2 separate regions of the Gossypium hirsutum genome follow, and region 2 is linked to region 1. The links are chromatin contacts, called in public Hi-C maps. All regions are on one chromosome and are shown on one strand. The core of a region is the stretch at or near the end of the contact, and the rest is flanking DNA. Distances in the headings are between cores, read along the strand shown. Region 1 overlaps LOC107934236 (transportin MOS14). Region 2 overlaps LOC107934225 (protein SWEETIE).

The links. Hi-C and Micro-C count contacts between places; a contact is called where the count stands out from the background.
Region 2: a contact with region 1 is called in a Hi-C map of leaf, with 2.2 times the contacts expected there. The contact joins two enhancer-like sites. A contact is called at or near these places in 2 of 34 Hi-C or Micro-C datasets (leaf and seedling).

What each region holds. Positions count from the first base shown.
Region 1 is chrA07:10,141,042-10,143,858 of Gossypium_hirsutum_v2.1, forward strand. It overlaps LOC107934236 (transportin MOS14), which reads left to right. Exons shown (of 27, transcript XM_016866612.2): 27 at 1-72. Among protein-coding and RNA genes, the nearest start is that of LOC107934236, 20 kb to the left of the region's middle. Within about 2 kb of position 1,475, at least 7 of the 9 cell types and tissues checked have an H3K27ac peak or open chromatin away from gene starts, as enhancers often do. A contact at or near this core is called in leaf, where this site is marked.
Region 2 is chrA07:10,305,782-10,308,598 of Gossypium_hirsutum_v2.1, forward strand. LOC107934225 (protein SWEETIE) reads left to right here. Exons shown (of 48, transcript XM_041117547.1): 47 at 33-158; 48 at 487-1,487. The coding sequence ends at 1,224. Among protein-coding and RNA genes, the nearest start is that of LOC107934216, 4.7 kb to the right of the region's middle. Within about 2 kb of position 1,385, at least 2 of the 9 cell types and tissues checked have an H3K27ac peak or open chromatin away from gene starts, as enhancers often do. A contact at or near this core is called in leaf, where this site is marked.

The sequences.
Region 1 (2,817 bases), core at 225-2,724:
TGGTGTTGGTATACAGTGTTGTAAGTTTAGTTTTGTAATGGTTAGAAGGTGAAAGACGGATTTTTTTCTGCATTTGCATGTTTCTCTGCATGTTAAGTACACCAGAACGATCTTCTTCGCCATGCATTATTATTGTATCCTTACAACCAATCATTTTATAATCAGCTTTAGATCTGAAACAATTCTTATATCCAATGATTAAAAAGTCGGACATTCGAAAATCGCCTTGGACCGCTCGGTGACTTGTACGATTCTCTCATTTTCCTGATTTTTTACCAAAAAATATAGATACTGAAATAAGAAACATTATAAATTGAGGGATCAATTTTTCATTATCTAATTAATCTCGGTTTGCTGAATTAATTTAAAGATAAGTTATTATTAGATTGACATTTACTCTAGGATAGTTAATTATATGTTTTGGATTAATGTTATAAACTAATTAATTAAATTAAGTTGAGTATTATTTGATAAACTAAAAGGTTAAGTGTTGAACATTTTCTAATACAAAATTTTATAGGTTTTAAATTTATATTATAAATTTGTTGTGTTAATAAAAAGTGTAAAATACACTTATTAGAATTTTTTTGTTATCTAATTATAAAAAGTTACAAAGTGGTTGCTTAATTATTGATAAATTTCTTTCTTGATCACCCAACTATCAAGAGTTATAGAATGGTTACATAACTCTTGAATATTTTTTTATCACTAACAGACGTAAAAATGAAAACACTTGAAATAGTTGGGTAGCTAAGGCAATAACTTTGTAACTTTTTATAGTTGAATGACCAAAAAGAAATTTATTGATAGTTGGGCAATCACAAATGTAGTTTACCCTAATAAAATTAAGTACCACATATAATGTTGTTTAATAATAATAAATCTTAATTTTCGAAAATTATTTATTTCATAATTTTAATGTTATTGATGTAATAATTTATATTATTTTAGAGATTTTGGATAGAAATTAAATATAAGAATTTGAATATTTTACTAACAAAACTAACAAGATAATTTATTTTGAATATAATTTTTTTAATCTTTTCAACTTTTAAGTGATAAATAGTTATTTATTTACTTAATTCATTCAACTATTTTTTTTGAAAATTTTGAATTAAATAAAAAATTATGATGGTTATCAAACTCATAAAAATTAAATGTTAAAAATTTCTTTTCAATGAAAAACAAATTCAATGATTTATCGAATGCCTTTAATTAATTTAGGATATCTTAGGATTGCATTGGGTTGTTGGATATAATTTAGATATAGTTTAGATATATAATTAAATTAATTTGGTGTATAATAATTTGAGTTAAGTCTTAGTTAGATTAAAACTAATTCATTTCTAGTTCAAATAGCAATTTGGTCCTAATTTAATTTTAAAATGAGCAGTTGATTGACAAGCTGTGGGCAGCTCGAGAGGTCCCCAGGTGGGACGACCCTACCCATTTGGGCAATGAAGCTCAATCCATAGTCCACATGGATCATGAACGTCACAATCCGAATGACCCACCAGAAAATAGCAACCAGTCGGTCGTGTCCCAGAATACTCAAGGCAACAACAACGCTTCCTCGGTGGAGCGACTCAAGGCATTCAATATAAAAATGCTATAGGAAATGGAGGCAAAGTAGATGAATCCATTTGGAACTATTCCAGTGAGCCACTCGTTCCTGAGGTATTAGCCAATCATATCTTAGCTTCTTTCATGTTCCCGAAATTCATATTCAATGGCTCAAGAGACCTAGAAGGCCACTTAGCTCGTTATAACAATCACATGAAAATTCTTAGGGCCTTTAACAGTATCATGTCTAGAGCATTCTTCATGACCCTCTCTCAAACGGCTCGACAGTGGTACCTATCAGTACTTGAGGATCCATTCACTCCTTCGAGCAATTACATGGGCAATTAATGAGCTGCTTCCTGGCCAACAAAACACTTCAACAGTCTCCCGCTTATCTGATGACCATATGCCAAGGGGTGAATGAATCCCTCCGAGATTATGTTCGTAGTTTCAGTGCAACCACTATGATAACAATGGGGGGTTACAGATTAAGGGGTCATCCACTCCTTTGCTGTCGGGGCCACCCACCAACATTTGAGGTACATCATTATTGGGAATCAACCGAGCAATTTATCCGCGTTGTATGAAATGGTTCACAAATTTTTGAAAGGTGATGAAGTAGAAAGAGCTCGTGCCAACTCTTTTGTGTCCACCATCCAGCAGTCTAATCCTCCGCGTCGTTCCCCTCCACAACGTTCTCAAGGCTATCAGCAGCCAATGACCCATTCTAGGGTAGGCAACATGGAGCATAGGCAATACAACCCTTCAAATCAGAGAGATCGACAAAGGGTTAATAATGTCCATGCCTCTGACTGTTCAGGACCCATCCAGGGGAACAAGGTTGGCTAAGATCAAAGGTTCCGGGCACCTTACAATCAATATAGAACTTACCATGAACTCACCTGCTCTCTAGCCCAGATATTCGATCAGATCGAGTACCAAGGTATTTTGTAAATGCCACCCCAGCTAACACCTAGCCAGGATCGCAATAACTCAAACCATCACTATATATATTACAATGCTCTTAAGCACCACACAAAGCATTTTGTACATTTGAAGAACATAATAGAATTGGCAATCCGAAAAGGGCAATTAAAACAATAGCTGCCCTAGGAACCATATCAACTGAACATGACTTATGATGAAGAAGCAAGGCTATCCGGACTACGTCGAGATGATAAGGGTAAACATCTTGTTAGGGACATAATTGATATACTAGTTGGAAGCAAGCATGTAGAATGGGTAACCTCTAAT
Region 2 (2,817 bases), core at 135-2,634, 160 kb after region 1:
AAACAATCTTTTGTTTATGATCATGTTGGTAGGAAGTCAATGACATAAGAAACACCGCCATCAGGCTTGTTTCTCATCTTGCCCAAATTCCTTCTTCGGCTGGTCATCTCAAGGATGTGTTGTTATTGATGTCTGAGACGCATAGACAGCAACTTCAGGTGTTTTTGCTTTCTATTTCTTTCCATATAGATGACAAGTTTTTCTATTGTGATTGAAAGAACCATAAAATGGGAAATTTCAAGTTTGGTAAACTTGTTAACTGTATTGTTAGATCGAACCTGATGGCTTTGTTTTTTCCTTTCAAGAAACATAGATCTAGTTCACTAATAGTTTTTCTCCACATGTTTCTGGTAGAGCAATGGATTCACTTTTTTGATAGAAATAGGCAATTGAAGACTTTGTTGCCTAAAGTTTTGTTTGATTTGCAATTTTCATTTTTCCCATGGCCACATTGTTCAGAAATAATAATCACCATTCTTTTTTCAGGGGGTTATTCGTGCTTCAGTAACACTGGACCATAGTGTTGGAGAAACGAAATCTGTGGCACCGCAATTAGAGATTAAACTACCAGTTCCACTTGAAATGAGAAGAGAGGACAATGCCTTACCATCAGCTACTCAAGTGAAGCTTAAACAGCAAAGTGAAGAAAGATATTCATCTCCATTAGCCACCCCTATAGGTACCAATAATGATGACATGGAAGAAGATGAAGAGGATGAAGACGATTGGGATGCCTTCCAGTCTTTTCCAGCCACAAAGAATGCAGCTGAAACTGATTCTGTAGTTGAGAGGACAGTAAAAGAATCGGACCATGATGAGTCCATCTCTTCTGCTTTGGAAATCAGTACTGATAATAGTCAGCAATATTTATCTTCAGAAAATCACAATAGTATAAATAACTCTAATGCGGAGCATTCAGAGGTTGCAACAGAAATATTATCTGATTGCTCAGGTGACGGAGGTAACAGGGAGAAGATTTTGTGTGATCTTGCAGTTGAAGAAGTGAAAGAAATATCCACAAAGATAGAGGAGCACGTGCAAAGAAGGGCATCAACTGAAACTGGAAATAGTGAAGATGCTGAAGGATCAATCGATGTCGCAGGGGATGATGAGCAGCAAAAGGAGAGTTCAGATAATAAAGTCGATACTGATTTAGTATTAGATACTCTGCCTCATGTAGGGCTTTCCGATACTGAACATAATATGGATCAGGAACAGCATTGAAAGCTGGGGAGGGACATTGATGATTGGAAGATAAGTTTTTTTTTTTTTTCCCTCGTGAAGTTTTGTATGTTTTGGCTGCCAACTGATGAGAGAGAGAGAGAGAGAGAGAGAGAGTTGCTGATAGCCATAGAAAGGTTTGAAATCACATTGAACGCCTTATTGCAGGATGTTGACCCGTGACTTTTTATAATGAAACCAATAAGCAGCCGGGCAGTTAATCTTACTGCAAAATGGACAAAGGAAAAGAAAAAATTACTTTAAAAGTTTGGGCCCCGAGAAAACAATTTCTATTTGTATTTTCTGAAAATTGAAAATGAAAATCTATTTCTCAAAATAAATATATGTACTATTATGAAATTATTTTCATAATTAAAACATGAGATATAATTACTAAATAGTAATTAATTTAGTGTAGGTTTTAATTAAATTTGTTATTAATGTAAAATAAAATTAATTTAAATAAAAAAGTGGTTCTAGACTTCTAGTATTCGTGGCCATCTCTCCGGAGCTGATGGTCTATATGCATTTTCTTACTAAAATATTTCGAATATAATGGAGGTGTCTGCGAATTTGTTTCACAATATTTGCAATTGGTCAATTTGAGAAATGGATTAATCAGACTCTTCTTTTCTTAATCTAGAAGATTGAGTTTCTTAAGAAAATTCAATAGTTTTGTACGGTCTTGTAAAAAATTGTTACCAAAAGGAACAAAAAATTAAGACCATTCATACTAACCTGGGCAGCTCTTAAGTAATCAAGCTTCGATCCTCCTGTTGGAAGATGCATCGTTGATAATATTATTATCGTATAAAAATGATTCATATAATAGGTAAGAGGTCAGGCAAGTAAGAGCGGGTGGTGACTAAAATTAATCTCAAGAAAACTTATGATATATTGGATTGAAATTTTATAGAGGATGTACTTGTTGATATTGAGCAACTTAGTCAATTACATAATTTTGTATTGTGTCATAAATTGAGAAATGGATTAATCAGACTTCTTTTCTTAATCTAGAAGATTGAGTTTCTTAAGACAATTCAATAGTTTTGTACGGTCTTGTAAAAAATTATTACCAAAAGGAACAAAAAATTAAGACCGTTCATACTAACGTGGGCAGTTCTTAAGCAATCAAGCTTCTATCCTCCTGTTGGAAGATGCATCGTTGATAATATTATTATTGTATAAAAATGATTCATATAATATGTAAGAGGTCAGGCAAGTAAGAGCGGGTGGTGACTAAAATTAATCTCGAGAAAACTTATGATATATTGGATTGGAATTTTATAGAGGATGTACTTGTTGATATTGAGCAACATAGTCAATTACATAATTTTGTATTGTGTCATAAATTGCTTTCTATGTAGATTGTTTGGAATTATAATTTATTTGAACATTATTTATTTGTAGCCGAATCAATTACTCAAGCCGTGAGTATGGGTAGATGGGAACTAATTAAGCTAACAAGGGGTGATTCGAGTGTTAAGATGGCTTAATTTTGTTTATAAAAGTTTCGATTAAGCAAATGAAACTTGTTAGGGATAAATTGGATGCCTTTTGTTATTACTTCATAAGCGAGTAACTAAAGCTACGTAT